7 separate regions of the Mus musculus genome follow, and all the other regions are linked to region 5. The links are chromatin contacts, called in public HiChIP or PLAC-seq and promoter capture Hi-C maps. All regions are on one chromosome and are shown on one strand. The core of a region is the stretch at or near the end of the contact, and the rest is flanking DNA. Distances in the headings are between cores, read along the strand shown.

What was found. Promoter capture Hi-C pulls out the DNA fragments that hold promoters and counts their contacts. HiChIP or PLAC-seq counts read pairs in DNA pulled down with a chosen protein or histone mark.
Region 1: a contact with region 5 is called in a promoter capture Hi-C map of hippocampal neurons, with 2.3 times the contacts expected there. The contact joins the promoter of Gpsm1 here to the promoter of Brd3os in region 5. A contact is called at or near these places in 3 of 39 promoter capture datasets (hippocampal neurons, liver and pre-B cells).
Region 2: a contact with region 5 is called in an H3K27ac HiChIP or PLAC-seq map of embryonic stem cells, with 4 times the contacts expected there. The contact joins the enhancer-like site here to the promoter of Brd3os in region 5. A contact is called at or near these places in 5 of 39 promoter capture datasets (embryonic stem cells, hippocampal neurons, liver and 1 more) and 4 of 115 datasets of contacts at active chromatin or transcription factors (embryonic forebrain, embryonic stem cells and forebrain).
Region 3: a contact with region 5 is called in a promoter capture Hi-C map of pre-B cells, with 3 times the contacts expected there. The contact joins the promoter of Dnlz here to the promoter of Brd3os in region 5. A contact is called at or near these places in 5 of 39 promoter capture datasets (hematopoietic stem and progenitor cells, hippocampal neurons, liver and 1 more).
Region 4: a promoter capture Hi-C map of hippocampal neurons shows a contact between it and region 5, with 7 times the contacts expected there. The contact joins the promoter of Gtf3c5 here to the promoter of Brd3os in region 5. A contact is called at or near these places in 12 of 39 promoter capture datasets (the C10 cell line, cranial neural crest, embryonic stem cells and 7 more) and 1 of 115 datasets of contacts at active chromatin or transcription factors (astrocytes).
Region 6: a promoter capture Hi-C map of liver shows a contact between it and region 5, with 4 times the contacts expected there. The contact joins the promoter of Gfi1b here to the promoter of Brd3os in region 5. A contact is called at or near these places in 3 of 39 promoter capture datasets (hippocampal neurons and liver).
Region 7: a contact with region 5 is called in a promoter capture Hi-C map of hippocampal neurons, with 5 times the contacts expected there. The contact joins the promoter of Tsc1 here to the promoter of Brd3os in region 5. A contact is called at or near these places in 5 of 39 promoter capture datasets (hippocampal neurons, liver, neutrophils and 2 more) and 1 of 115 datasets of contacts at active chromatin or transcription factors (astrocytes).

The regions. Positions count from the first base shown.
Region 1 is chr2:26,313,937-26,316,852 of GRCm38.p6, reverse strand. Gpsm1 (G-protein signalling modulator 1 (AGS3-like, C. elegans)) reads right to left here and starts at 1,320. Exons shown (of 14, transcript NM_153410.5): 1 at 1,133-1,320. The coding sequence starts at 1,200. It overlaps Gm52505 (a long non-coding RNA gene), which reads left to right. Exons shown (of 2, transcript XR_003953775.1): 2 at 427-1,504.
Region 2 is chr2:28,517,098-28,519,996 of GRCm38.p6, reverse strand. It overlaps a transcript of Ralgds not described here. Among named protein-coding and RNA genes, the nearest start is that of Ralgds, 15 kb to the left of the region's middle. Within about 2 kb of position 1,491, at least 227 of the 459 cell types and tissues checked have an H3K27ac peak or open chromatin away from gene starts, as enhancers often do. A contact at or near this core is called in embryonic stem cells, hippocampal neurons and liver, where this site is marked.
Region 3 is chr2:26,350,853-26,353,661 of GRCm38.p6, reverse strand. Dnlz (DNL-type zinc finger) reads left to right here and starts at 1,552. Exons shown (of 3, transcript NM_026828.3): 1 at 1,552-1,889; 2 at 2,188-2,327. The coding sequence starts at 1,650. It overlaps Card9 (caspase recruitment domain family, member 9), which reads left to right. Exons shown (of 13, transcript NM_001037747.3): 11 at 648-721; 12 at 1,101-1,177; 13 at 1,251-1,475. The coding sequence ends at 1,350.
Region 4 is chr2:28,581,687-28,584,712 of GRCm38.p6, reverse strand. Gtf3c5 (general transcription factor IIIC, polypeptide 5) reads left to right here and starts at 1,434. Exons shown (of 12, transcript NM_148928.3): 1 at 1,434-1,888. The coding sequence starts at 1,736.
Region 5 is chr2:27,441,093-27,443,822 of GRCm38.p6, reverse strand. Brd3os (bromodomain containing 3, opposite strand) reads right to left here and starts at 1,387. Exons shown (of 2, transcript NM_001360791.1): 1 at 1,009-1,387; 2 at 1-895. The coding sequence starts at 440. The coding sequence ends at 186.
Region 6 is chr2:28,620,568-28,623,302 of GRCm38.p6, reverse strand. Gfi1b (growth factor independent 1B) reads left to right here and starts at 1,321. Exons shown (of 7, transcript NM_008114.3): 1 at 1,321-1,454. Gm52548 (a long non-coding RNA gene) reads right to left here. Exons shown (of 2, transcript XR_003954006.1): 1 at 2,391-2,735; 2 at 1,100-2,050.
Region 7 is chr2:28,639,982-28,642,688 of GRCm38.p6, reverse strand. Tsc1 (TSC complex subunit 1) reads right to left here and starts at 1,456. Exons shown (of 23, transcript NM_022887.4): 1 at 1,399-1,456.

The DNA.
Region 1 (2,916 bases), core at 71-2,570, 1.1 Mb after region 5:
CAGTCTGCCTAGTAGACACCTCCTTCTCACAGGGGTGGCTGGCCCTGAGTTAAATGTGACCCCACAGAGCCTCTGCTCCCAGGGGACTCCAAGAAGCTGCTAGCAAACCTCTTACCCTTGCACTAGAACTTGGAGGAGGGTGTGGGGCTCAGGCATGATCTTCAACACCACACAATGGGGACACTGTCTCTGAGCTGCAGCATTAGAACACTGTATTAGAACGGGACGGCAAGGATCTGTTCGCCAGGCACCAAGCCCTCATTTTGCTCTTTGGGGGTACTAGGCAGAGCTTGGCTAGCTGATGAACCACCCCACTTGAGTAGATTTCTTCAGGGTTGACCCCTAACAGGGAGACCCCAGATATGGGGAAGGGCTAGACGAGGTGGGGGCCAGAAGCTAACTGAAGGATGCTGGGCCTTCCTTTAGGTCTGATGACAGCCCCTGCCCAGAACTCAGGCCGGTCCAGCTCAACCTGAAGCCAGAGTGAACTGACAGCTCTGGTCCACTTCTGGGATCAGCATCTCACCGGAGAACACCCTCATCCATCAAAAGGGAGTCACCAGGGAGGCATGGAGCCAGGGGCAGGACTATCCTGTCATTCCCAGTGGGCGGGCACACAGCACAGACCGCTCGATCACCTGTGAACCTGCCTGGAAGGCAAATGCCTTTGTAGGGAAGCACACACCCACTTGCCTGGCTCAGGCCCAGCTCCTTCTGGCCTAGGGCTGGGGATAGCTAGTGAAGGCAGGGCCCCATCATGACAGCCTGGGTCGTGGCCATGCTACACCAACACCGGGTCACGGCAGTGTCAGGCTTGAGAAGAGAACTCCAGATAACGAAGACTGGCATCCATGCTACTCAGGGTCCCGCAGAGCCGGGTGGTGGAGTGCCCGCCCCGTAAGCCCTTTTGGCATCAGGACAGGGTTGCAGGCAGAACCCAGTCCCAACCCCTCTACCGCGAAACTGATCTTTGGGCCCTGGGCCCCGCGCCCCCACCGCTCCCTACGCAGATCCAGGGAGGCGCGTCCCCGGCCACGTTGCGCGTCGCCGCAGCAGCCTTTGTTCTGGGCCGGCAGCCTCCCGCCCGCGTCTGCCGCTCAGGTCCCCGTTCCCATCCCGGTCCTTGAACTACCTGGAGTAGAGGCGCCTGGAGGCCGGGCCCGGGAGCTCCTCGGCCACGGGCGGGGCCGGGCTCGCCATGAGTCGGGGACGCGCCGAGCAGGAGCACCGCCCCGCTCTGCGGCCGTCCGCCTGCCGATCTGCCCGCCTGTCCGCGCGTCCGTCCGCCTGTCCGCGCGTCCGCGGGAGACGCCGAGGAAGTGATGTGCTGGGGTGCCGCCGCCCCTCCCGCCAGAGCTGTGATGTCACCGCCGCCAGGCGGAGGGAGGGTGGGGAGGGGCAGGCGCCCACCGGCCACCACTGCGGCGGTCCCGCCTACCGTGGGGTGGGCGGGGCTCTGTCTTTGAGGTCCAGTGCAAGGAGAGTCCTGCTCTAGTGTGGACAATGCTGTGTTTCCTTTTCTTTGGGGGGGAAGCCCTGCTAAGCCTGGAGTTTAGTGCTTTTTCTTACACACACACACACACACACACACACACACACACACACACACACACACGAGAGTTTGCTGTCACACACACATCCTGTTCCTTTCCTGTCACCTCTTGTGGGGTACAGGCCATGCAGATGCTCCTGGGGCTAAGGAGAAAACAGGTCTTCCTAGATGGAGTCAGGGTGGGAGGATGCTGTCCAGCCCTAGGCAAGTCTCTACCTTCCTAGGGCTTTCACCACCAGATTTCATGTTGAATTTCATCTGTGAAATGCAAGCGTTTGGAAAACATACTGGAAGAACACCAGGAGCCCACGTGGGAGGCTGGCCGTTGCTCATTCATCTGCCTACCCTCCTCTGAGTTCTCCCAGGACCCTGAGGATCTGAACCTCGGAGTGATCTTTCTTCATCCAACTTGAGTAGCCTTGGAGCCTTCACCTCAGCCAACCCCCAGCCAGCCACAGGGCACCATCTGGACAGCCAGTTCCATTGGGACTCACCCAGGTCTCTGCTCTTCTCTCCAGGCCACTCTAAATCTTCTTGAAAACGTAGCTGTGACCCTCAGTGGAACAGGAACATGTCAGGGTGCAGACTATGGCAGTGTCCTTGGCAGTTTTTCTGCACCCCTGGACCCTGGTCTGAAGAGGGACACCATGCCAAGGTCACCCCAGACAGACCCTGCAGACGCAGCCCACAGTACAGTGGCTTCAGGCGGAGAAAAATGGCAACAAAAACAAACACAAGATAAAACTGGGCTGTTGGCCCTGAGCTAGTTTGTTTTCCTAGGAAGGAGCAGGAGCGAGCAATGAGAACCATCTGTGCCTGGGGCGAGGCGCAAGCTTGCTGCTGTCCCCACACCTCCCCCTAAGACCACAGGAGCCAGGGCTTGCTCTCTCTTGGCTAAGGCAGAGTGTGTGTTATGGCTGGCCAGGCACCACCCACGTTTGCTGAAGTCTCGGGCCTGGTCCCTAGCAGACCCTGGCTCTGGAATGCAGGCGCTTCCTGGTTGCCTTCAAAGGATACAACATACACATGGAGGCTGCTATGACCCACTTGGTGTCAGACTGGGCTTAGATTCCCAGGCCTTGGTTTTAGGAGGCCCTTAGAGACATACTGCAGCAATACAAGCCCCTGCGGGCCCCCAGCTTTGCCAAGGACCAAACCAATGAGCCCCATATGTGATGTTACAGGGTTCTGTTGTTAGGCCCACAACATTCTACTGGGGACAAATTTGCTTCTTCCTTGAGTCAGGAAGAGGGCCACAGGTTGCGAGTCAGCTCTGAAGCAAGCTGTCTGAGGATTCAGTTTCTGTGTTAGAAAGACATGAACTGCCGGGCATGGTGGTGCACGCCTTTAATCCCAGCACTTGG
Region 2 (2,899 bases), core at 242-2,741, 1.1 Mb before region 5:
TTGAGACAGGGTTTCTCTGTGTAACCCTGGCTGTCCTGGAATTCACTCTGTAGACCAGGCTGGCCTTGAACTCAGAAATCTATCTGCCTCTGCCTCCCAAGTGCTGGGATTAAAGGCATGCGCCACCACTGCCGGGCCCAGTTTGAACTTTACTGGGCTATCTCACCTACCCCCAGTCTCTTGGGACATGTCACCTCTAGGGTCAGGATGGAATCCGGGAAGAGACAGAAGAGGAGGTAGGTTACACAGGCCCACCTCTCCTCATCTCCTTTGGCAATAAAGGGCCTTGGGCAGTGCTCAAGGGCAACGGCTCAGCCCTCTTCAGGGGAACAGACTCTGGGTTTCAACTCAGAGGAGGCGAGCAGGGAGAGGACTCAGTCCTCTCACCCAGCCCCGCAAGAGCAAGAAGCCTCAGCTCCTTAATTATGCACCCAGTCTAAGGGCAGGGCTACAAGGCCAGTCCAGGAGGTAGCCAGAGGCCACCTCTTGCTAGACTGTGTCCCTGAACAGCCTTCTTCCAGCACAGGGTTGGGCTCCACAAATGAACATAGCAGCACCTAAGGGGATCTATAGTTACCTATTCCCTTGCAGGGAGGCCAGGAGTGGGAATTTCCTTGGAGAAAGGGAAAGGGGAAGGAGAGAGAACACAGACAGGTTCTGAAGGATGGTAGCATGCACCTTTATCCCAGAACGTAGGAGGTAGGGGCAGGCAGATCTCTATGAGTTCAAGGCCAGCCTGATCTACATGGTGATATTGTTCTAAAAAATATACAAACAAACGAAAAAACACTGACTGGCTTAGCAATCATTTCAGGATATTTAATACTAAAACCTCAAGCCCAGTGTCCAGCTGCCCAGACTGTGTGCTGGAATCCAGTTACCTCAACCTCAAACCCTGGAATCTACCAGCGGAGGCAGGCAGACTCAGCCACGTGCAGGCCCTGGGCCCGATTTCCCACATCCCATGCAAGTCCCCAAACGTGACATAACTTACGGGGCAGTATTGATGTTTAAAGTGGTGAGCACACAGGGAAAGGGACAGATGAGCCAGAGATGGAGAAACAGGTCAAGAGGAATTATGCTGTGGTCAGCCGGCTAGTTAGTCTCAAAGTTGGTTTGAGACCACAGCCTTGTATTCCAGGAGCTCCAGGGGACTCTTGGTCTTTGCCACACCTGGGATGCTGCCGTGCCCCAGGACTAGGGAGTCCGGGGCTACAGGGTATTTGTGTTGTTAAAACATCGTGCCTGTCCCTCTGGAATGGCCGGCACCAGGCTACAATTGACTGTACAGCTGATTCTGAATCTTTCTGACATTCTACCACTGTCCAATTGTCACTCGGATATCTAGAAAATGGCATTGGTTGCTAAGGGACTGGCCTGATGGTAGGCAGCTGCAGCTTGGGGTAATAGGAAGAGGGAGTAGACTGGGGTTTCTCTCAGTAAGGATCCTGGGGCTGTGGGCTGCTAGGCCCTATATGGAGGTGTGGGTGGATCAACCACAGGAGGTAACCACTCAGAGCTAAGAGCCACACACAGGCGGTGGGAAAGCCCCTAGCCGGGAGTCTTCCTGCAGGTATTTTGGGGGACTATGGTTGCTAAGCAACTGTACTAGGTTGCCATGGGAACTCTCCCTTCTTCTGGGACTTGTCATTTTTATGGAGATGCCACATTCCTTCCCATCTCTACCTCCTCAGGCTGTCTCAGCTACCTGTAAGGGGCCCTGGAGGCTCCCCAAACCTACCTTTGCCTACAAGGAAGCCACCTATCCAAGAAAGTACTATGCCTCTAAGACTCAGTTTGGGGGTGTGTGTGTAGGGGATTCAGGTCTCACAGTGTACCTCAGGATGACCTTGAACTCATAATTCTCCTGCCTCAGCTGGGATTGCAGTCGTGCACCACCCCGTGACCCTCTAAGAGAGGATTCTCTTGAGGTTCAAGACCCAACACAGAAAGCAGAGTTGAGGCCCTCATTAGAGTCAGGGGGATGAAAAAAATCTGTCTAGCTTGGTTTGCATCTCCATTCCTGCTAACCACCAACTCAGGCTCTTCCTGCCTTGACAGGGCTCTGACCACTAGAAGCCCAGTATAACTGGAAGGCATTCTCCGCCCTAGCCCTGGTGCCTGGCCCCTCCCTGGCTTGTCTGTAAAGGAGTGTCACCTGGGGCTTGCCATTACCCAACCAGGGGTTGTCCCCATGCCCAGCCAACCAGTGTTGGCAGCAGGCCATGCTGGGTAGACATGCCTCCTCTGGGACAGGCTAAGGCTAAGGTCCCTGCCAGCCATGTGTTGTATAAGCAGCTCACCTTTCCCTAAAACTACTTCTTGTGGCCTGTGGTAATAGGTAGGGGAGCTGTCTGGAAACTGCAGTAGGCCAAGGCAACTTACTGGTGACGAGCCAGAGGGAGGCAAAGTCCAGGCCCCAAGGTGTGTGTGTTGGGGAGAGGGGGTGGGGGAGAAGCTGAGGTCTCCTCAGTGGTTACCAGCAACACCCTGCTGCTCGCCTGCTCTCATTCTGATTTCCTTCAGTGTGTGTCACCAAGGATGACTCCTGACCTGTTTACAGTTTGCTTTGTCTCCTGGCAACCAGATGAGCTTTTGTGGAAACTCGGGACAGGGCAGTGCAGTACTGAACTTCCACACCAGAGGTTACAGCGCCACCTGCTGGTGCTACCATTGGTGGCCTTCAAGCCTTCCTACACAGGTGAAATTCTGCCAGATCCTAAGGAACCTGGCCTTCCCTATAACCCTCCTCACAGGCTCAGCTGTGTCCTTCCAAAAGCCCTTGGGTCCTGCAGATCCAGGCAACACAAGGCTAGACTGGGATGGGGTCAGGTCAGGGCTCACTCTCTCACTCTCACACACTCTCTCTCTCTCTCTCTCTCTCTCTCTCTCTCACACA
Region 3 (2,809 bases), core at 303-2,802, 1.1 Mb after region 5:
CAAGAGCAGCCAGCTCCCTTGAAGGCATGCCAACAGTTAGGCACAACGAAAATGAGAGGGGAAGGGGGCAGGGCTGCTGGGACGGGGTTGTTCTCACACCCTGAGCCCTCCTTGGATATAATTGTTTCTTGATGTTCATAGCCTTCCCTGCACATCTTCTACCTAGAGGCTTGAGCCTTGGTTTGCCCAGGACCTGGGGCATGCTGGCTCTGGCTACCTGGAATGATTATTCTTCTAATTAATATGGTGTACTTGCACTAACCCAGGCCCCCGATGCCCTGAGCTCTCCACTGAGGCTGCCCCCACACCACCCATGGGAACCACTAGACACAAAAATGTTGCCAAGCTAAAAGGGACATGGACTGGGGCATGCATTCGCAAATAATCATGGGGACCTGGAGTCTTTCCTAGCCATCTGTCCTTGTGTTTGGTGACAGTCAGCTTGGGCGGTATGGGTGACTGATGGTAGGAGCCCTGTTGATGTAGCAGTCAAGGGCTCAGCCTGTTTCTGTGAAATGCAGTCCCCACTGGACTCATGCAAAGGTCCCAGCCCGTAAGGCTGACCTAGGCTAATGCTAGTTGGGCTGTTTGCAGAGGGAGGTGGCCATACCAGATGGGGCCCCCATAAGCACAGATCTTCCTTTCAGGTGTACTGGCAGACAGGGAGAGCCCAGAGCAGCCCTTTATGGCTCTGAACAAGGAGCATCTTTCACTGACCCATGTAAGGCTGATTGGGGTTCCCAAGAGCCCTGGTTACTACATGGCTGATCCTGGGGAGGAGGGTGACGCCACTGGACAGCTGGGGATCACAAGGTCTTTGGTAGTGTATGGGTAGGATGTAACATTTGGATAGTGGGGTGGTTGGACAGGGGAGGGGACAATGTAAGGACACCCATACTGCTGTTCACTGCAAAGAAGTCTTCCACTCACCTGGCTACAAAGGGGTTGTCACCCCACGCTCAGTCATCTCGGAGTCCAGCAGACCCCACGGCCAGCTAGCTATGCTCCACACCTGCTGGAGTCCCAGGGCTGCCGTGGTAAGGCCACGGTGTCCAGCTGCCCGCCCCGTTGTCCAGCTGCCGGCCCCGTTCCTTCTCTAGGGCATGGGGCCCAGCAGCAGCGAGCCCCCGGAGAAGGAGCGGCGGCGCCTCAAGGAGAGCTTCGAGAACTACCGCAGGTGTGGGGCGGCGGGCAGGACGGCTGGCGGGTGGGACACCTGTGCCTACCTGCTCACACTGCGGGCCCCACAGGAAGCGGGCGCTCCGCAAGATGCAGAACAGCTGGCGGCAGGGAGAAGGGGATCGCGGGAATACGACAGGCAGCGACAACACCGACACCGAGGGCTCCTAGCGAACCGCGCCGAGGCTGAGCATCTGTGGAATTGTGAAAGGATGCTGCGGTTTTTTTTTTTTTTTTTTTTTTTTTACTGTATTAGAATTAGAAAATGCAACTAAATAAAATAATCACCGAGCTGAGCCTGTTGGTTGGATATGCAAGCGGGGCGACACCAGGGGGCAACAGAAAGCAGTGCACCGGTGGCGGATGGAAGCCGAAGAGGGCCGCTTCCGGCCGCTGCGCCCGTTACCAAAATGGTCGACGCAGCTTCACGGGGCGGTGCAAGAAAAGGTGGCTAAGGATTCGCAGGCGGGATGTTGCGGACAGCGCTGAGCCGCATGCCGACACTACTTCGTAGTGTGCGGACCCGGGATTCCGGACCGCGGCGGCTTTGGGATTTGGGGGCTCGCCTAAAGACCGCGGAGAGACTTCGGGGCTGGGCCTGGGGCTGGGCCTCGGGCTGGCGGAGCTCGAGCTCCGCGCCGGGATCAGGGCGTGCGGCGGCGCTGGGGCGCGTGGAAGCGGACCACTATCAACTCGTCTACACCTGCAAGGTGGGCGCTGTCGGCAACACCTGGTGCTGGCTGGTTTCCTGTTGGTGTAGGGTCCTGGCAGAAACGTGGAAGTATCCTTCGGACCAGGGAGGAGGCGGAGTCTTTACAAATGGCTGGGTGGGAATGAGGCACAGGGCCTTCTAGGTTGGGTTATCAGGAGACAGGCGTCTAGAAATGACGCCGTCGCCTAGGTGGGATCATCAGAGAAAGGGTTGAGGCTGTCCCTCGGGATGGAGTTAGACCTTGGGAGAGACTTTCCTGTGTATGCCTTGCCTGACCACCTCTCTAACCCAGCTAGGTCTGTGGGACTCGGTCATCCAAGCGCATCTCAAAGTTGGCCTATCACCAGGGCGTGGTCATCGTGACTTGCCCTGGTTGCCAGAACCACCACATCATCGCAGACAACCTAAGCTGGTTCTCTGACCTGAAGGGGAAGAGGTGAGGCCAGCTGGGAGGGGTAGGAGACAGTAAGATTGTGGCCCTGTGTGAGCCTGGATCCATTGCCTGGATCTCTCTACCTGGACAGCCCAGCTTCCACGTGGACCTGGAAGCAGTTGAATTTGAACTTCAGATGAACCATGAATGGCCCCAAATATGGCAAACTAGTTCTATGGCTCTACCTCTGTCACTGCCTGACCTCTGATCTCGCCAGGGGCCTTATCAATCTCTAGTGGAGGCTTTTTGTCCTCTGCCAACTCAGGGCAGATGGAAGGGTATGTGTCAGATTATGGACTGGGGCAGCCTTCAGTGGTGTTCCCACTTTTGGGAGAGCAGTGGGGAGGGCCAGGAGTCAGTTTGGAGGCTGTGCCTGATGCCTTCTTAATGTTCTATGAGGAGGGATCAGTGGCAGGAGTAAGGGCAGAGCCACAGAGGAGATAGCCTGTGATAAGTGTGCAGGCCTTGGGTCTCTAGGGTTCGCC
Region 4 (3,026 bases), core at 185-2,684, 1.1 Mb before region 5:
TTATCTTTTCTAGGTGTAATGGTAGGTGGGAGGGAGCCTAGAGATGGGACTCAACACCTTGAACAGTAAGCACCTCTTCCATCACTGAACAGCGTCTCAGCCTCCAATTCCTTTGCTAGTTGTTCTTGCTACTCAATGTGAGTTCTAGAAGGACAGGCTTTCTGATTCATCATCCACTCCCCACAGACCCAGGCATGCAGGAGACTGCATTTCCTAAATGCTAAATGTGTGGACACTGCTTTCATTAGCTGCCTGATCCTTTTGGCTCTTCTCAGCTTCCAGTCTGAAGGGTCTGATTAGATAGGTAAGTTTTTGTTTGTGAGGGTCTGTGCGCCAGATCTGGCTTGGATCCCAGGCAGGACCAAGTCTCTTTCTCTCAGAAGCTTGGCCTGAGGACCTCAGGTTGGTCCTTGTCTTTGTCTCCCCTCCTGCCCTTCTCCGTGGTTCCTGTTCACATACGGACATGCCTCTCTAGAATGAGATTGATTCAGTGTTCTGTGGCCACGTGTCGATCTAGGCCTGGATTGAATGAGTCATGAAAGTGTCGCCTCATTCATTCACTGGCTCACAACATCTTTAGTGAATGTATACTCTGTGTCTACCCCCGTGTTCAGGTCTGAGAGGTCCGCAGCAAAGCAATACTTACCTTTAGGAAGCTGCCAACACAGTAAAGCAAGGCCAGCATTAAGCAAATAAGGCTGTGCTCCCCGATGTGTGCGTCTGAGTGCCGAGTGCACCAAGGAAATCAGCAGACTAGGTTTAGGTTATCATGGTGGATCCCCAGGGGAGATAAAGCCTATACATAAACCTAAGTGATGAAGAGAAGCTGACAGCTAGGTGGTGGGGGGAAAGAGGGGTGAGGGTCCCGCTGAGAACAGGAACAACGTGAGATCGCTTTCTAAGATCATGTTTATATCATAAGGAGAAGAGATGACAGCTGAATATTGAGAGTGTTGCTACATTGGATGAGGGGTTTACCGAGGCTCCATGTAGCTTAGAAGCAGCTTTGTAGGTTCAGGAACCGAACTTCTTCTCATTCAGAGGTAGAAGCACCGAGTTCAGCAGACTTACCTATCTAATCAGACCCTCACAGAACCAACAGGTGAGTAGCCTATGTTGCAAATTTTGCTAAGCATGCTGTGCGTACATCCTAATATGGGATGCGATGTGCATCTAATATTTTACTGTCATCTCTGCAAGATGACAACAAAGGCTTTGAAGCTTGTGTATTAAACTCACAGAGGTGTGATGATAAGAAGTTATCAATTTGTTAATTTACAGTTGCACTCAGCCCTAAATACATGCACACAGGAGCAAGGCTAAGAGGACTCAGTGGACTGCTTTTTCTTTGACAGCCGAAAACCAGCTCAGGGATGAGAGGCGGGCCAGAGGACGCCTGGGGCACGTCTTCAAGCTCTCATTGGACGGGATATCCGGAAAAACCCGGTCGAATCCTGGCTTGTCTTGGTTGGGTCGGCTGGTGGGATACGCCCTCGTCTCGCCCCTTTGTCCAACCCTCTTCATTTTAAATTAAAAAGCCCCCAGTTCTGTGTGGTGTAGCAAAATAAACAGTTGCGGCGACGCACTTCTTCCTGGAGGCCTTCGAGTCTCCATGATTTAAGGAGACGAGAAAGGTAAGGAGGACCGGAACAATTCCTTCGCGGAACCTTTGAGGTGAGGCCTCGCGGAGCCATTTGAGAACGGACCGCGGCGGGCTGGAACCAGACTAGTAGGCATGGCGGCGGCGGAGCCGGATGCGGACCCGAAGGCCGCCATCCCTGTGGACCTGCGGCGGGAACGGCGCTTGGTGTGCGTGGAGTACCCGGGCGTAGTACGTAACGAGGCCAAGATGCTACAGACCCTGGGCGGCGAGGAAAGCGTCTCTCGAGTAAGGAGCTGGGAAACTCCGGGACCGCGGGAAAGGAATCGTGTCTACTGAATGGGCGGGACCACCGGGCGGGAGAGCGGTTTCCGTGGCAACGGAGAGTTTAGGCAAGCTCTAGGACCTGTTGTGAACTAGGCGGTATTTTCTTTCTGTCCCCAAATGTGAGTAGCATGCTTGGCATCTATCCCAGGACAGTGAGCTGCTCTGACCTTATTGCTCTCGGCAGAAAACCGAGGCACGGGAGGAAAGAGAACTTTTCCACCACCTGTAGTTGAAACTAAAAGTGACACAATTCGCCGGCGTTGTATTATGTGGTTAGCACGTACAAAGTGCTCTCCCGCCCCCCCTTGGTTTTTTCGAGACAGGGTTTCTCTGTGTAGCCCAGGCTGACCTCGAACTCAGAAATCCGCCTGCCTCTGCTTCCCAAGTGCTGGGATTAAAGGCGTGTGCCACCACTGCCCGGCTTTTTTTTTTTTTTTTTCCTGAGACAGGGTTTCTCTTACAGCCCTGGCTGTACTGGAACTCTGTAGACCAGGCTGGCCTCGAACTAGAAATCCGCCTGCCTCTGCCTCCCGAGTGCTGGGATTAAAGGCGTGCGCCACCACGGGCCGGCATTTTTTAATTTTTATTTATTTATTTTTTAACATGCCACAGTCCTTTCAATCCCCAGGGCCGGAACTGACAACATCTGCATTTTACAAGTAAACAGGCCACATAACCACACAACAAGTAGTGGACCTAAAGTGATGCTCTGTGGAATCTTGGAATTGTTTCTTTAGAAATGATTTCCCTGAACATCTTAGCATAAGCAGATTCTGGCTCCTTCCGTTGATAATTCCACTCAGATTTCAGTTTGATACATGTATTACCTGTTCATGTATTACATTTATTACTTGGCCCTGGGGCTGTAAACCGAGCTAGGATCTCTCTTGTTTACCTCTGTACTAATATCTGTACAGATTCCCCATTTTATAAAAATTTATCAAGTATTTGGTTAAGTCCTAATGAAGCTGGGCAGTAGTGACCCACACCTTTAATCCCAGCATTACAGAGGCAGAGGCAGGTGGATCTTTGAGTTTAAGGCCAGCCTGGTCTACAGATCAAGTTCCAGGACAGCATGAGCTAACAAAGAAACTCTGTC
Region 5 (2,730 bases), core at 138-2,637:
TGAGGGTCGGGGTGTGTGTCTCTCTTGCTTCCCTTTTGTTTGGAAGCATTTCCTGGGCTTGGGCAGTGAGAGGAGCATCTAGGTACCTGTTGTGCCCCTAATAAAGTGTTGGATGACATTCTTGGGTGTTGCGTTTTTATACCACGGCTTGATCTTCATGGCCATCAAGGGTCTTCTCCCTGGAATTACATGATTGAGCAAAACTTAGACTGGCCAGTGTCCCTAGAGACCCCAAGCTGGTTTTTGTCTCGAACTAAGATGGCCTCATTTCCATACTGGGAGTACCACATGCTGCGGCTTCTGCTCAGGTATGTACTAGGTGGTACAGACTCCAACTTCTGCTGCTCTTGTTGCCAAATGAGCAAGGACGTATCCCTGTACCGGAGGCGGGCATAGGATTCTGACAGGGCCTTTTCTGCCAGCGGGACTCGCCCACTCATCCCACAGGCCCAGCGTCCTGCACACCTGGCTTTCCTCCTAGGCCAGGAACAGCCGGCTGCTGTGCTTTGTAACTAGTTGGCCAACAACCTTGATGGCTGTTGGGTTTGGGAGTCCTTGTTCAACTTAATAGTGAAAGTAGGTAACTTAGACCTTCCATAGGCAAGATCCTCAGGAGGGCAGGAGAATCCAAGACACATCTCTGACCATTCAGGAGCCACGTGAGAGCCATTCCAGACAAAGTGCTCTAGTGTTGACAGTGACTCCACACCACTCCTGGGAAGCTTATCAGGTGTCCACTGCCGCTGCAATACTGCTGAGCTCAAAGAGATGTATCCAGGGTGTCTGCAGCAGGGGCTGGCCTGTCCACCCCGCTCAAAACACAATGGGGATGTGGACTAAGCGTTGGTTCAGGTCCTTTCTTCTAGCCAGTCTTCCACTCTTACCAAGGGTGACACTACAAAGGGAAGAAACTGTCGGAAGGGGAGGGGAGTCGGGGACAGGCCCAGCATGGGCCTCACCACCAGGAGCAGCCTCTATGGGCCAGAGTGTTCAAGCGAGGTTACTCACGGATGCAGCTTGCTGAGCTGAGCTGAGCGGAAGGATGAGGCGGATGGACAATCGCAGGTCCCTTAATAACCCACAGACGGTTGGCGGTCCCAGGGTCTCCTCTCCGCTGGTGAGAGAAGCGGTCCTCAGCTATGGAGTAGAGAGCTACTGGAAGGAGGAAGGATGCGAGCCCTACGCCCCAGCGGCCAGCAAAGTCACCGCTTGCCCGGATGCTCCAGCGAAGCAGACTTTGCCACCGGCGCTCGCGGACACGCGTGGGCCTGCTGACGCAAGGGATCCAGGTCCCGGGCAGAGCCAGGAGGCCGCGGCTACGTCTCCATGGCAGCGTCGCAGGCGTGGCGAGCCGAGCACCGAGGACCAGCCTGCAGACGGACACATCGATCATTCTGTGGGCGGGGCCAAAGACCTAGAGGGAGAGGAGGAGCGTCCAGAGGGCGGTGGGGAAGGAAAGGGGAAGGACTGGAGTGGGAGGGGGAGCTTGGAGAGAACTTAGGTTAGGGGGCGGAGAGAATAGGGGGAGGAGGAGATCCAGAGAAAAGGGAGAGGGGAGGAGCTTGAAGAGAGGAGGAGCCGGAGAAAGAGGCAGAGCGAGATCCAGGATAAGGAGAGAGTGGAGAGAGAGGAGGATCCCGAGAAATTTGGGAGTGTGTAGTGGGGGAAGAATCTAGGAGATGGGGAGGCTCTGGAGGGGGGAGCATGAAAGGAATGCTAGGAGAAGACAGAGCTAGGGAGGAGAGGATGAGGATTGAGAGGAGGAGCCTGAAGAGGCAGAGGAAGAAGAGGCGTTTGGGGGAAGCAGAGTGGGCATTGCAGAGTGGAGGGGGTGGTAAACACAAAGGGAGAAGCCAGGATAGAAAAGGAGCCTGGGGAAGACACTCTGGAGTCAGGACTGGGAGGGAGATGGGGCTAAGAGCTGGGGAGAAGAGCTTGGGGGCATTGTAAGGAGGAGCATGGAGGGTGAGGAGCGGCTAGGAAACCTGGAGGAGATGCTGAAGAGGGATTAGGAGTTAGCATTAGGCACCTTCCCAGTTCTCGATCCTAACATGGTTTCTGAGGTTTTCTTTCTTTCTTTCTTTCTTTCTTTCTTTCTTTCTTTCTTTCTTTCTTTCTTTCTTTCTTTCTTTCTTTCTCTCTCTCTCTCTCTCTCTCTCTCTCTCTCTCTCTCTCTCTCTCTCTCCCTCCCTCCCTCCCTCCCTCCCTCCCTCCCTCCCTCCGTCTCTCTCTTTCTTTCTTTCTTTTTTTGTTTTTTCGAGACAGAGTTTCTCTGTATAGCCCTGGCTGCCCTGGAACTCACTTTGTAGACCAGGCTGGCCTCGAACTCAGAAATCCACCTGCCTCTGCTTCCCACAGTGCTGGGATTAATTTTATGTTTGGGTTGGAGCTTTTGTGGTCTGGAGTTTGACGCCACGGCCTTGGGCATGTTAGGCAAGTGCTCTAAGGCTAAGCTTTGTCTTCAGTCCTTATTTTCTTTGTGCAGTTTCCTTCTCAGACCTATTGCTGTTATTATTGACATCCCACTCAGATGATGGGCACATTTGTTTTCAATTTATTTAATGTGGTGTGGGATGCATCATTTCAAAAGTAGCTGCGAAATTCCGCCATTCCACATACTGCTCATTTGAATTGTCCTAAAGCCCCAGGAAAATTCAGCATACACTCCTATTACACCCGACCAAACACTGTGACCCCGTGTCCATCATTTTTCTGCATAAGTTCTATTTT
Region 6 (2,735 bases), core at 72-2,571, 1.2 Mb before region 5:
CTTGGGAGGTAGAGGCAGGCGAATTTCTGAGTTCGAGGCCAGCCTGTTCTATAGAGGGAGTTCCAGGACAATCAAGGCTACACAGAGAAACCCTGTCTCGAAAGAGAGAGAGAGAGAGAGAGAGAGAGAGAGAGAACAAGGGCTGGGTGTAGCTGTCTCCTATCTGTGGCCACCAGTCTGGACCTGTGTCCCCTTGGGGAGTCTGTTGTGACCTCCGGCCGCTGCCACAGGGTTAGCCCCCTCAGCAGAAAGGCCTCAAACGAAACATCTCTTTTCTCTACACTTTGAACATTGGACTTGCAGTTTCAATCGGGGCTTCCTGTCCCGTGTTTGTTTTCTTTATGGGGGAAATGTAATCTCTCCAGTCCTGGCTGCAAGAGCATGCAAATCAGCTAACAGTGCTGTTTGGTGGAGTTCTCTCTGTATGCAAAACTTCCTGGAATAAATCAGTCATCCCCAAACGGGAGGAGGCCAAGGGGCAGAGCAGGGAAAAGAAAGTGGGGACCAGGGAATGGGGCTCTGCTCAAATGGGGTGAAATGCCCTGCGCTGGCCTGGGTACCCAGAGGGGCCCCCATTGACCTCTCTGTCTCTCATGCTGCCACTAGATGGCAGCACACGCCGGCCGTGGTACTTGGGTATTCAATCTGTACTTGAACTTTGCCAGGTACAGGTTCCAAGGCCCCCAAATTCACTACCTTGCTTTTTTTGTTGTTCTTCTACTCTGTCTATTTGTGGTTCTGCTGGTCTGTGGTTGTCTGGGGGAAACTCCATTTTTTTTTTTTTTTAAGAATGAGCTCAGTGGGAGACAGAATCCTGTTGGTTAAGAGTGATCTGTACTGGCCCAGGATCCAAGAGCTTTAAACACAGGGGCCCCTCTAATGCCTCAGCGAGAAAGTGTGTGATGGTGGAATCTAGGAGAGGAGAAGCAAGAGGAAGAAGGGAGAAAAAGAGGAGAGAGGAGGAGGAGAGGAAGGAGAGGGGGAAGAAAAGGAAGATGGATGGGGAAAGAAGAGAAAAGGGGAAGAGGGGGAAGGGAGGGAAAGAAGGAAGGGAAAGAAATAAAATCTAAAGCAAGGATGAGGGACTGTAAGTCAATGCTAGACTTTTACATTTTAATAAGTTAGCCACTCTCTTTCACCCAAATGCTACTGAAAGTTTCTGGAGAAATTTCCAGTGGGTTAGAAGCTTCTGTGAAGTTTTGATAAGCAAATGTGGCTGCACTTTCGCGCTCTGGTCATTGGCTGACGCTGCAGCCGCCAGATTTTGACACAAATAATCAGATTGAAAATCAGGGAGGGGAACAGAAGGGGGGCGGGAAACACAGAAACGAAAAGGAGAAGTGTCTGTCTGTGCAGAGACTCATAACGTTGACCGAGCCGAGAGCAGTCCCCAGGGACAGTGTGGAGGTTCGTGGCTCTCGGGCAGAACTCAGAAGAGGGACAGCTCCCTGACGGTGAGTGCTGCCAGACCCGTGCTGGCTGGGCTCCGCTGAAAAGTTCGTCCTGGGTGCCCAAGGCAGGGAGGGTGTCTGCTTCCCTTTAAGGTGAGAGGAAGAATACTGTGGTAGTCTCTCTTCTGGATGCAGTGCTCATCACCAGGGGAGAGAAGAAGGAAGGAACATGGACCAGTCCCGATACCCCAAGATAGCGCAAACACCGAGCTTTCCTCCTGCGAATTCTGTGAAACTTCATTGTAGGGGGCTAGGCTTCACCCAGATACACAAAGTCAATCCCCCCCTTCACACACACACACACACACACACACACACACACACACACACACACACACAGAGCACTTTTCTAGGGGCACCAGAGGAGCCCAAATTGGTGTCCCCCTGGGCTAGAGCTGCCCTGTGCCAGGATCTCAGAAGGGATTGGTAGCTCTGATGACCCTCTCAAAAGTTCCTGGAAGCACCGGGGAGGGGAGTCAGACACCCTTTCCTTGGGAATTTACTGAAGGGAAATGACAAGGTGAGGCAGACCACAGGATGATGGAGGGGAGGCACTGCCAAAGGCTCTTGGCTCCTTGAGCATCTGTAGCTCTTCTCACCTAGAGGAAAAGGTGAGTTTGAGTTGTGGTTTTCTTAGAAAACAGGGCTCATTGCAGAGATGCCCACGGATGGATGCTGTGGTCTGTGACTGGGTCCTGGGAAAGCCAGCATTTTTATGAGACTACTGTGGGGAAAGCCAAGTCACCCTAGCTGTGGAGTTGGACAGCCTGGGTACTGGCAGAGCTGTGCCTATCCACCTGTGCTCTTCCAAGTCTGCAAAGCCCTCCATCAGGAGAGGGGTAACATTTTGATTTGGGGGTCAACCTGTAGAAAGTCCCTCGGGGAGTTGGGTGGCTCTGGATGATTTAGGTCTGATGGAATCGCCCCAGTGGTGCTCACCATTCCCAGAACTTCAAAAAGGTGGGTGCAGGTCCCAGGTCTCCCTTCACCGGGGCACAGAGCCTGCTCGCAGGCAGAAATAGCAGGAGACTCCTCCGTCTGAAGGCGTTTGCATTGAATCCTTTCTGGTGTCAGTCCCAGCCGGCCGTGGGGAGTGTGGGGGCTGTTTGCCCAGTTTTGTTTCCATTGTGGTAAAACAAGTCCATAGAACTGACCTTTTTTTTTTTTTTTTTTTTTGCTTTTGAGTTACGTGGTGTTCTTCGGCATGGGCATGGGACGTACACTCTGGTCCCGACTCCTTCCTTCTCTCCTTTCTCACTACATAGTAAAAAAACAACAACAACA
Region 7 (2,707 bases), core at 207-2,706, 1.2 Mb before region 5:
GTCTATTTTAGTACTTTTACAGCTTACAATACGTAAAGTGAAGTGCTAATTCCATATTCGTTTTCTTAAGTAAGGATTTCAGCCTTTTTTTTTTCAGTGAATACCACCGGTTTTATGGAAAAATACAAAATACTTTGTAACCAAATTTGGATTACCAAATACACCGTGCTGTAAGAAACAAAAGCTTAAGACATACAAACCAAATGCACCCTGTTCAAAATCTCTCACCACACACACACACACACACACACACACACACACACATATCCCTACCTTGGCCAAATGATTAACTACACTCACTTAATAATAGGCCACCTTTAATCAAATAACAGACAAATGGAACCAGTCGGACTTCAATTCCAGTGCTGTCTCAGAATAGGGGGGTGTGACCTTGGGCAAATTATTCCACTCTCTCCAGGCCTCAGTTTCTTCATTTAGAAAGGCTGCAGACTGCTTCTCCTTTGTCCAGAACCAAAGACAGGATGGCTACCAAGCACTTTCAATAGTGCTCGGTCACACAGGCACCCCCTATTCCCCCTCTCCAAAAAACAAAAAACAAAAAAAAAACAAAAAAAAAAACAAAAAAAAACGATAGTTGCGATTACTGGCCGACCACACTCCACGCCATCCCCACGTCTCTCTCATTCCAAATCCAACACGCGAGAAGCCAAACTCTTCTAACCCACAACACAAAGAAAGTGCTTGGGTTCTAAAAAAGGTGTCTGGGACCGCAGGCAGTGGGTCCTCCAGGTCCTCAAATGAATGAATGAGCGTTCAGCAGTGGCTGGGCAGGTAGCTGTCGCTAACGAGCACCTCTGCCGACTTGGAGGTAACTGTCTTCCAGCATCAATTAAACACCCACAAGTACACCCAGAGCCAAGCACTCGGCCGTGCACACTCTCCCCGAGACGGCGGGCGCCGGGCAGCCTCCAGTGCCCACAGGCGGCCTTCATTCATTCTCCACCCCCAGCCCCGGCGGCTGCAGTAGAGGCTCGAGCCGCGACCCCACCCCCGGGTCCCCGTGCCGGGCCCGGGGTCTCTGACCTGCGCGGCGCACCCCCGCGGGAGCCTGTCACCGCAGCAAGCGAGGGGGGCGGGTTAGCGGGGCCACCTCGGGCCCGGAGCTGCAGCCAGCCATGCCATCGGACGGAGCAGGCCCGCCTCAGCTCCCCGGGGCCCCAGCAGCCCAAGCCGAGCCCTGCCGGAGCCAGCGCGCGATGAGGGCGAGGAAGAAGCTCCCCGAACCCCCTTCCCCGGACCCCCGACTCGGCTAACGCGCTCCGCAGCGCCCCACAGCGTGAGGTCACGCTGCCAGAGCTGCCCCGAAAAGCCCACAAGGAAAAGAAGGGGAAACACCCCCCGTACTCACCCACCGTCTCCTCCCCCTCAGCTGTTTACCTCACAGTCCCTCCAGCCTACAGGGCGCCGCCATCTTGGACGCGCAGCACCTCCCCCTGGCGTGAAGCGTCTCGAGCGGCGGGGGCCTCCGCTATGAAAAAGAGTCCCTATTCGGGTCTCTACTACGCTCCGAGCCTAATGCCAGATGGCCAGAGTCTCAGCCTCTCCAGACAGGACAGGATATACCACTTATGACGATACAAGCTGGCCGAGATAAATAAAACCGAAAGAGATTTTAATGTGGAGGCGGGGACGGCGGAAGGATCGTGAAGGTGGGAGCCCACTGAGAGATCTTGTGACTCTGAAGGAGGCCGAAAGAAGTCCCGGCGCAGAGGGCGGAGCCACGAGACCGGCCGAGGGGTGGGGTGGGGAGGGGCGGCCACGTGATGGTGACAGGAGGCGCGCGCTCGGAACAAGCACAGTCAAAAACAAGCTGGCAGGGCTAGGCTCAGTGGAGAGCGCTGGCCCTTTCGAGCCAGGTCCCTCTGTCTTTGGCACACCTGCCACCTTTGGGGTCTCCCTGTAGGCGTTCCTATTTCCAAATGAGCCTCTGGGATCCCCTTGGATGGACAGCCTGTCAATTGCAGCAAAAAGGATGGGGCTTTCCCCCACCACCACTTTTTCCTTTGCAGAAGAGTCTGTGGAGTGACATGTAGAGGCCAGCCTTAGTCAGAGGATGCAGTTTATGTTGTAAAGTCAGAATACCTTGATTTACTTGCATGCCATGACAAGGTGTCAAGTCTTTTCAAACCTTGCCGGCTGTGGTGCAAAGCTTTTTAGAGGGATATCAGAATGTATATAGTTTTCATTTGCTGTTATTTTCCTTATTTGTATTATTTTTTTAATTAATTATGTATTTATTAAGGTTTTCCAAGACAAAGTTTCTCTTTATGCTTTGCCCATCCTGGAACTTGCTCTGTAGCCCAGGCTGGCCTGGAAGTCAAGAGAGTCTTCTGCCTCTGCCTAGCTTTAAAGGTGCTAGCTTTAAAGGTGTTCACCGCCGCAGCTGCCCCAGCAGCCGCCGCCACAACCACCACCACCACCTGGCATTGTGTATTTTTTGTTTTGGTTTGTTGTTGCTGTATTTTGTTGTTTTTTGGTTTGGGTTGGAGTTTGGGGTTTTATTATACTTAAACTTATATAATAAGACCCAGTGAAAGATGATAAGCGGAAGCTAGAGAAATGGCCTTGCCGTTAAGAGCATTTGTTGCTCTTACAGAGGACCAGGGTTAGGTTCCCAGAACCCAAATGGCAGCAGCTCCCAACTACCTATAACTCCAGTTCGAGGAGATGGCGCCCTCGCCTGGCC